Linked DNA regions of Mus musculus: region 2 is linked to region 1. The links are chromatin contacts, called in public Hi-C maps. All regions are on one chromosome and are shown on one strand. Each heading gives the region's core, a stretch centred on a gene start, on an enhancer-like site or on the middle of the called end of the contact. The rest is flanking DNA. Distances are from core to core; before and after follow the strand shown.

Region 1 (5,142 bases), core at 1,133-3,632:
AGCTTGTGAGCCAGCCAGGAAAGCACAGCAGGGTCTTTGCTGCTGAGCTGAGCAGCCACGCTGATGACTTAGATTAAACATGCTGCACCAGAGCAAACTTAGCTGCAATCACTTTCGGGCTCTTCCTCTGAAGTTCTGCAGCTGGCACAGCAGAGGCAACAAGAAGCAGGAAGTGCTACACTGTAGAGACTACAGGGGTCCATCTGGGGTCAGGCAGGTTGCACCTGTGTGACCTTGAGCACGAAACCTGTGTGACCCGGCTAGGCCTCAGTTTCCTTAACTACCAAGGGCAAATAATCAAGCACTTGCTTGTCTGCTTAGGTGACCAAGAGGTAATCCAATTACAGCAGCCTACTGCTGTGTCTGGCATACACAGGACCCAGTTTATCTTTTATTTCATTTTACGTTCGACGTTAGTTTAAGAGTCAAGGAATTGGAACAATAGAACCAAGGTTCAAATCCCCATGCTCTGGCAGCTTTAACTATTTTATAAGAGGTACCTTAATCTCGGGCTGTATGCCAAGGGATCCTGAGGCAGCGTGATACATAAGGATACTTTCACAAGTAAATTATGTAATACAAAGGAAACAAATGATCTAGAAGAGTATCTACTAAAATACACCATTGACAAGGTAAGGACATAATAGTTTGGTTTGGTGGTGTTGAGACTGTTTCTCTGTGTAACAAACAACAGCTCTGGCTGTCCTGGAACTCTCCTTGTAGACCAGGCTTTCCCCAGAACTCACAGAGATCGCCCTGCCTCTGCCTTCTGAATGCTGGGATTAAAAGGTGAGCAAGGCTTTCCCCAGAACTCAGAGATCCTCCTGCCTCTGCCTTCTGAGTGCTGGGATTAAAGGCAAGTGCTGGGATTAAAGGCATGGGCAACCATATCCAGCTATAACATATTTTAATTACTAGCCATGAACGACAAACAGTTCCTTAATTTCAAGCAAATGGGAAACGTTAGAGATTGAAGACATCTGCAGTCACTGTAATATGAAAATCTACAGGTTCTGTTTGTGCTAAAAGCTAACGGTTGCTTTTTAGTTAAGATTTAGCAGAAGTTTGAGGTGCAACTTCTGTTCCCCTACTCCTCTGTCCCGTTAGGAACCCCTTCCTTCCAACACTCAATAAGATGAAGACACAACTAAGCCAAGTTGAGAGGATTAAACTTGTTTTTAAAGTAAGACACACTTAGAAGGTTTTCTGTTTAGAGAAGTTCCTTCTAGGAAGTTTTATCTCTTAGAAAAATTCAAGTTCTATCTACTCAGTCTCTAACGTTTACAAATCTACTGTTCTCCATGATCTTTAGACCTAAAATTACTAAAATTACCTCAGCTCAGCGTCCAGATATGTTACCAAATCACTATCCTAAATCAAGTATTAAGGCTAAAGAACATTTCCATAATTGTAAACTTGTGCAATCACACTGCCTTCTGGCATAAGTTTTGAAAAGGTTCGACGGGTCCTGTTTTCCGTAACCAACAGCTGTAGAGACCGAAGCGCGATGACACCCAACAGCCTCAATCTTGGGCACCGGTGTACGGCCAAGTTTTAAGGCTCCTTTCAAAACCTTCAAACCCGGGAGAAGGCAAGACTCGGTCCTTGCAGTACAGGGCACTCCCCTGACAGCAACTGCGGGTCATTAGCCAGGCTCCCCTTCACCAACCCAGCGCATTCCGGCCTTTGCCTACTCAGCAGATTCACTCTGACTGTGCCGTTTTATGTGGAATCGTACATTCTAGCAGGAAAAAAAAAAAAAAAAAAAAAAAAAAAAAAAAAAAACTATATTACTCACCAGGCTCCACCACTCTCTCGTGGGAGAATCCTCGTTTCCATTAAGTGCGCTTCCAAATTTCTTTGGAAGACGCCAAACCAGCAACGAGTAGAGCCGGAGGATTGTGCACAGGCACCTCAGTGAAAATCCAGGCTCCGGCAGGAGAGAAACCAACTTCACTTTCCGAAAATAACAGTTCTTCGGGCCAGAAGCGGAATCTTTAACCTTAACTTTCCGGGCGGTCCCTTTGCACTCGGTTCACACACTTTTCTACCCGACACTCAGGGATGAGATAGCAGTGATCCAGCCGCTGGCTTCCTGCGGTCCCCGCCCCCCCCCCCCGGCACTCCCACCCGCGCCGCCCTTGCCCCGGGCTCCGCGGCCACTCCCGGGTCCCAGACGCCCCCTGCGCAAGCCTCACCTGGAATGGGCTGCCATGGCTCGGCTCACACTGCCTGGCGTCCCAAATCCATCTGCGCGCTCGCCCCGCAGGCTCTCTCGCCCGCGCCGCTCTCAGCGTCGGCCGCAGCCGTCGGCGATACTGCCCCGCAGACTCTGCGCTCTCGGCAGCCGCGTCCTCAGCTCTGTGTCCTCAGCACCGCCTCCGCCCCCCGGAGCCTCGGCTCGCGCCGAGCCTGACGGACATCCGGGCACCGGGGGCAGCCGGGCGAGCCGCACCTCCCTGGAGCCCAGGGAGCGGCGATGCCCGCCGCCCCGGGGCACTGTCGGGTCACCAGAGACCAAGGGGTGCGTCCGCACCGCCCGCTGCGGGGTCCCGGCTCCCAGTTCGCCCGCACTTCGGGGGCGATGTGCGCGGCGCTGGGCTCCCCTCGAGGTGCCCGAGCTCGCCGGGACCCCCCCGCAGGCGCCGCGGTGGTACGGCCCGCCTCCTTTTAAGGGCAGCGCGCACCTCCGCCGCCGCCGCTGCCCCCAATTCGGCTGTGTTCAAACGCGCGCTACAGAGATCCCCGCGCTCGGGCTGGGACCTCAGGGTCCTGCTGCCGTGGGGATGTGCTGGGAGTGGGAGCATCGGATCACTGCCTTCGCTGCTTCTGGCCGCTGCTGCGGGGCTTGCCATCGGAAACATCAGGGATCGGCTAGCAACCCTTCTTCAACTTTGCTTTCAGTTTTGAAAGTGCCCAGAAACAAGTGTTTATACGACTTCCCTCTTCGAGGCAACATGCGATTACACAGAAGACAGCCATTCAGGGAAGTCCCCTAATAAATTAAAAGAATTGCTTCCCCTCCACCCCACCCCACCCCACCCCCCGCAAACAAAAACCATGATGCAAACCAACGTAAACGCTCGAAAGCACAATCGAAAATTGCGTCAACTCAGACACAGGAAAGACACCAGGCTTTGCCTGGGAAGCGGCTGAAAACAACGATGGGCAGAAAGGCAGGGAGAAGACTTAACAGGGGCATCCCGGAGGACCAGCCTGCTGCTGGAAGGACACTTTCTTGGTGCGCTCCGGGTTCGACCCGGGACTCACCACATTATATTGCTCATGTAACTGATTGCCCAGTTTCTAAATACCGCAAGTTTCCAGATTCCGGTAGTCCCTCTCAGAGGTCAGAACTACTTACATAAGAACACAAGACAAAGCTTGTCTTTCACTCCCCTGGCTTTAGCTCTGATGGTGGAGAACGACTGACGCCTTCGCAGGAATGAAGGCTGTGGTGGCAAGTGAGACAAGTTGCCAGACACTGCTTTCTCCACCACCTACAGTAGTAGTTTGGAGAACTCGTGTACTTTAGGAATGCCCTTGATGAACTAACTAGTCCTTTGAATTTTGACTCTGAAATGCGGGGTTTTTCCCTCTGTCTCTATGTCAGTCTCTCTGTCTCTCCTCCCTCCCTCCTCCTCCTTGTGACAAACGGGAAGTGCACAGAAAGCACTGTTCTGTTCTAAGCTCACAAGCACAGCACCAGTCCTGAAGATGAGTGTGAAGTGACTGGAGAGAGAAACCAACCAGAAACTAGCTGGTTTTTCATAGACCATGTCTCCTAGAGATAACAATTCGCACGCTTCTGACTTGGGCATCTGGCAAGTCTCTCTTCTAGGAAAACAACTTTCAGTGTTTATTGCAAAGATAAGGTTTTACCTTCAGAGCTATAGGGGAAGCTTGCTACAGGTGAGACAGTTTCCCATACTGTCAGACCAAGGTGAGAGGGAAGGACTCACTGCTTGACTTAAGGAGCAATGGGTTCCAAATGACAATATGTGATGCTACAAAAACATGCCTGAGGGCTGGAGAGAGGGCTCATCTGCTCTTCCAGAGGTCCCAGAGTCACTTTCTAGGTTCCACATTAAGTAGCATCCATGTTCCCTTAGCTGTCTTTAACTCCAGTCCCAAGGGATCAGAAGCCTTCTTCTGTTTTCAGGAATCAGGCACACATGTGGCATATAGATATACATAGACACAGAACACCCATACACATGCAAATAAGTAAATAAAAATTCAGGGGGCTGGAGAGATAGCTCAGGAGTTAAGAGCACTGACTGCTCTTCCAGAGGTCCTGAGTTCAATTTCCAGCAACCACATGGTGGCTCACAACCATCCGTAATGGGATCTGATGCCCTCTTCTGGTGTGTCTGAAGGCAACACCAACGTACTCATATAAAATAAATAAATCTTAAAAAAAAAAAATCTAGGGGGCTGGAGAGATGGCTCAGTGGGTAAGAGCACCCGACTGCTCTTCCGAAGGTCCGAAGTTCAAATCCCAGCAACCACATGGTGGCTCACAACCATCTGTAATGAGATCTAATGCCCTCTTCTGGTGCATCTGAAGACAGCTACAGTGTACTTACATATAATAAATAAATAAATAAATCTTTAAAAAAAAAAAAAAAAAAAAATCTAGCCCGGCGTTAAATAAATAAATAACTGCACTCATCTCTCAACAGATAATTGCTGAGACAATTAAATATAAAATGAGAAAAATACAGCAAATATCTACCCATGAAGATGGAATAGGATTCGAATTAGACATTATAAGAGTCCCAGGATTGCCGGGGGTGGTGCTTTCATCCCAGCACTTGGGAGGCAGAGGCAGGCGGATTTCTGAGTTTGAGGCCAGCCTGGTCTACAGAGTGAGTTCCAGGACAGCCAGGGCTGGGTTCCTGGATTCTGAGTAGCTTGTAATATAAATCAGAATATTCTAAAATGGAAAGATCTAGCAATAGATCCAATCATACTAGAAGGAAGTCCAGGAGCCTAAAATCTCCACGTACAGGACCCAAGGTCTAGTTCAGCAATAAAAGTAAACAAAAGCAGACTGGAGTAGCTGTGAGCACACACAATCCTTGGTTTCTCAGACAAAGGAAGTCATACTTGGATGAGGCTCTGTTCATCTCGGAAGCA
Region 2 (5,142 bases), core at 1,694-4,193, 220 kb before region 1:
CCATGTGCTGGTAACAGGGATAAGAGAGGGTGTCAGACCCCCTAGAGTTGGAGTTTCAGGTTGTAAGTTGTCAAGTGTGGATGCTAGAAACTGAACTCAGGTCTACTGGAAGAGCAGCGGGCACTCTTATTATCTGAGCCAGCCCTCCAGCCCCAAAACATATAGTAGACGGTGGTGGTGGTGTTTTGTTTGAGGCAGGGTCTCACTGTGTTATTCCAGGTAGCCTGGTACTCAGTAGGTAAACCAGGCTGTCCTTGAACTCACAGTGATCTGCCTATCTCTGCATCCCTAGTGCTGGGATTAGAGATATATACCACTACAACTGACTATTCCTGCATATTTTAAAGATTTTTTTATGATTTTTAATTATGTGAACTTGTGTTCACATATGAGTGGGTACAGATGCCTAAAGAGGCCAGAGACCTTGGATCACCCTGGCACTGGAGTCAGAGGCAACTGTGAGCTGCCAGACACGGGTGCTGGCAACTGAACTCAGTCCCTCAGCAAGAACCATATACCCTCTTGACCCCTGAGCCATCTCTCCGGACCCCACAGCTTTTAATAGTATCTCACCAAACTCATCTTGTGAGGAGTAAATAAATGTAAGTGTGAAAAGTCCTTAAATCAGCTCACCATGTGCTTGGTAAATTCAGACCATTACTATTTGATCTCTATAACCTTGTACTACTTACAAATTTTCTTTTGTCTGCATGCATGTGTGTGTGTGTGTGTGTGTGTGTGTGTGTGTGCACATGTGTGTGCGCGCATGTGTGTGTGCGCATGTGTGTGTGTATGCTTTTTCAGTTAGTTCTTCTTTGCTTTGTTCATAACTGACTTTGCTGGGGAGCTTTGTGGGTCAAGATACAGACTCTCATTATGTAAACAGGCTTGTCTGGAACCTTCAATACTCTGGTCTCCACACCCTCAATGCTGGAATTACAGGCAAGTGCCACACACCCAGCTTCATACAGCTTTGGTTTGGTTGTCGGGGTAGTGGCTATCTCTATATATCTGAATACCTTCCGTAACTCATATAAATGAAGTCAGAACATGTGTGGTTCATCTGACTACTGTAGTGCCAGGAAGCGTTCATCAAGGCCAAAAGACCACCAAGGAGCCATTTCAAATGTAATAGCATTAGGGTCTCCTTATTAAAATCTCTGGCTTGGGCCCTCCTCAAACCCTCAGCAGGACAAGGTTTTATAGGAAATGGAAGTAAGTGAGAGGGTGTCTATCCTGGCAAGCAACTAACTGAATGTCTATTGTAGACCGACAGGTGGGTGCTCTGAAGCAAAACTGTATACAGTCACAAATGGTCTGAAAGTACATCTGAAACAATCTGACTGATATTTGATTAACTGTTGCTAGGAAGTATCTAGGAGTAACTCTGGCCAAGAACAAGCCGTGGAGTCCATCCTGGTACATGGGTCCAGCTTGGGTTCTGCTGCAGGTCAAGTTGTCAGGCTTTTGGTTTTTCCTTTAAGATGGAGGTTGGTCCTAAGATGGAGTAGGTTTGGCCTCTCACTGTCTTAGGTGCCTCATACAAACAGATTCAGAACGTGGGAGGTTTTGTGTCTGGCTTATTTCCTTTTGCATATTATAACTGAGGATCACCATGTTGTAGCATGTATCTGAATTTCTTTCTTTAAAGGAAGAATACTATCCCATCGTATGTATGTCTGATATTTTACCCATCCATTGATGGACAAGGGTGATCTCTCCTTTTCCACTATTAGAAGTTACTCTATCCAGAATGTGTCCCCTTAATTTCTTATGCTGGAATCTAGCTCCTATTAATATAGAATGTTGGAACTTTGGGAGGTGATTACGTCACGATGGCTGTCTATGGTTTTTATAAAGTTGACCACAGAGAAGTTCCTCCTCATTCTTTGGGGTGCAGTGGCCATGAAATGACAGCTGTCTGCAAACCAAGATGCCAGTTCCCACTTGACACACATACAGCTTAGGTTACACAGACACTAGGACTGTGTAATAAGCCACCTAGCCCACAGTATTTGTCACCACCGCCCAGGCTGAGACAGTGGCAGCACTTTTAAGTTGACGTGTATGATATCTGGTCTGGTGATTTTCCCAGTGTTATGGCGAGAACTGGCTGTTTCCTATAACCTACATTCTCCTCCACCTCAGGGGTTTCAGAGGAAGATCATAACTGTGAATGCATGCGTTCAACAGCTAAGCTTTGTTGACCCATATTTTAGCTTCCTCATTTTTACTTTATATGCATGTGTGTGTGTGTGCATGTGTGTCTGTGTGTATGTGAGTGTGTGCATTTGTGTATGTGTGTGCATGTGTGTGTCTGTGTGTGTACATGTATATGTGTCATGTATATGTGTCTATGCGTGTGTGTATGTGTGTGTATGTATCTATGCATGTATGTTTGTATGTGTGCATCTGTATGTAAGTGTGTCTGTGTCTGTGTGTGTACATGAGTGTGTGTCTATGTGTGTGTGTCTCCCTCTCTGTGTGTATGTGTGTGTAGAGTTGGCTATCTCCTTCCACTATGGATTTGGGGATCATATTCAGGTAAAAGGCTTGCATGGCAAGCACTTTGACTGCTAAGCCATGTCACTAATCCCTTAAAGTTTCTTTAATATAATGTTTCTATTTCTAATTCCCCCAACCCTGATTTAACATGAATGCACACATGTGCTTGCTTGTGTTCGTGCATGCACACACACACACACACACACATTCAAATGATAACAGACCATTAGCTGATGCAATACTTCCAGAATAGCTTTGAGAGGTGAAGTTTCATGTCGAAACATGGTGCATAACTGCTTTTCAGATAACCAGGTCCAAAGGGCACATCCCACTGGGTTCCCTGACCTATGCTGCGCTTGTGTTAGAGACTGGCATCATTTCAAAAACCAAAGGTGTATCTGATTCGTCAGGGGACACAGTCAAAGTCTGCCTCTTCTGCAGCAGCCCATAATACCTGACAGGGCTCTCTGTGGAGCTCTGAGCAGAGGTGTCTGTTGTGAGAACAGAGCCATGAACCTCATCCTGGAATTTCTCCTTCTGGTGGGCGTCATCATCTACTCCTACCTGGAGTCACTGGTAAAGTTCTTCATTCCCCGGAGAAGGAAATCTGTGACCGGGCAGACCGTTCTCATCACGGGGGCCGGACACGGAATAGGCAGGCTGACTGCATATGAATTTGCAAAGCAGAAAAGCAGACTGGTTCTATGGGATATCAATAAGGTAATAATAGGTGTTTCTAACAATCTTTTAAAGTCACAAAATAACAAGGCATATGTTTCTCTAGAGACGTAACTTAGTGCTGGCTTTTCTCTGTGTTTTCCTTTTTCAAAGTTTTAATAAACTCCTGGGTCCTTTCTGGATCCCTGCGACAGGTGAACAAGATGGAACCAACGAGCTGGAGAACTAAGCCTGGGGGGTTTCATTTTGTTTGACTGGTTGGTTGGTTGGTTGGTTGGTTCTACTGTGGTGTACAACTTGATAACAAGAGACGCAGGAGCCAGAGAGCTTCCCAGCTGCTGAAATTAGGCAAGCCACATAACTTACCTCAACTTCAAATTTAAAAAACAAAAAACAAACAAAAAACTCTACCATTGGGATAAAATCTCAGAGGGAGACAAAATCTACAGGTAATGATTGCCAGCAACCAAATTGGCCAATATGCAGTTTATTACAGCTAGGGGTGACTTTTATACTTTTAGATTTTCATTTATTCTGTTATTCATTTGTTCCTTTCTGTGATAGACTGAAGCTGGGTCTTAGTACCTACCACTGAGCCACAGTACCTTAGCACGTGCCAGGCAAGCACTCTATCACCGAGCAACCGCTCAGGTTTTTACACATTTGAGGGATTGATTCTCAAAACAAACAAACAAAACCACATGAAGAACTAACAGCAGAAACCCATGGTACTTCCACTCACACTCCAGCAATCCTAAAATACTTACATCTGACCTTTTGCAGAAGAAGAAAAAATACTTGCCGGGTCCTGAGCAAGAAGGGTAAAGAATAATACTTAAGTGCTTAGCATGGCCTGGTGCACGCAGCATCACATATGGAAATGTCTACACCAGTGCCTGGCTTTCACTAGTACATTTAAGAGGTTGTTGATCTCTGTTTATTTATAAATGCTCTTAACTACCTTAAGTCTGAAAGTGTTGACGTCCTGTGTCACTTTCTCCTAAACATGCACATTCCCAAAAGGTCGTGAAAAAGATGTGCCACAACAAACTGTCTCTGGGATTGTAATCTTTGAAGAACTGGACTGGGGATGTAGCCCAGCGGTACAACAATTATCTAGAATATACAAACTAGATATTAGATCCAGTTGTGGCTGGGTGTGAGCCTCAGCACTACAAGGAAACCACAAACCGCTGCTGTCATGTACCGGATACAGTGGCTCAGACTAGAGAGACTGGGGTTTTGGTGTTTGTTTGTTTGTTTGTTTGTTTGTTTGTTGAGAAGCAGAGTTTCCAAAGCTTTCCTTGGGGTTTTGCTCGGCTTCAGGTAACCCTCTGTTACGTTTTTGCCATCTGCAGTTAACACCACTTTTCCCAGCCTTCAGAACGCTCTTGAACATAAGGAGCTAAATCTGCTTTGGTTCCTTTTGAGCAGTGAAGAATCCCGAGAGGCACCATGCATCTTTGCTTAGCAGATACAGGCGTTGGTGGGCAAGATGAGCTAACACGGTACTTGGAGATGATTCTGAGATTATCAAATCCTGCACAGGTCCCAGGCAGTCTTCTTGGAGCTGAGAAAACTGAGTCAGCTGTTCTCAGTCCCTCGTAAAAAATATAAACGAGAATGAGAATACATCATGAAGATGGTCCACGGGTCTTCAGATCACCTCCCAAGTGTGCATGGTGGGAAGACATCAATACTTAGTAGACTACCTTTAATTTGAAAATTTTCAGACACAGAAAGAGTAAAACTAGAAAGAGGTCACATTAAAGATGACTTCCACTTTTTTTTTCCTGTGCCTGAAAACTGAGTAACTCAACCTTGTAAATTTCTCTTTGAATTCTTGAACTTCATGATGAAACATTTAAGACATCAAATGATTGACTGAAAAGCTGCAAGTGTAACTCCAGTTTCCCTGTTCACTGAGAGGCCAGCTAGCTTTCCATCAAAGAAATATGG

Evidence for each region. A called contact is a pair of places that touch in the nucleus more often than the background predicts.
Region 2: a Hi-C map of pre-B cells shows a contact between it and region 1, with 2.0 times the contacts expected there. The contact joins the promoter of Hsd17b13 here to the promoter of Aff1 in region 1. A contact is called at or near these places in 1 of 39 promoter capture datasets (liver), 1 of 484 Hi-C or Micro-C datasets (pre-B cells), 1 of 115 datasets of contacts at active chromatin or transcription factors (memory CD8 T cells) and 2 of 9 other capture datasets (liver and pancreatic islet).

What each region holds. Positions count from the first base shown.
Region 1 is chr5:103,751,402-103,756,543 of GRCm38.p6, reverse strand. It overlaps Aff1 (AF4/FMR2 family, member 1), which reads right to left and starts at 2,382. Exons shown (of 20, transcript NM_133919.4): 1 at 2,199-2,382. The coding sequence starts at 2,215.
Region 2 is chr5:103,975,189-103,980,330 of GRCm38.p6, reverse strand. Hsd17b13 (hydroxysteroid (17-beta) dehydrogenase 13) reads left to right here and starts at 2,943. Exons shown (of 7, transcript NM_001163486.1): 1 at 2,943-3,225. The coding sequence starts at 3,016.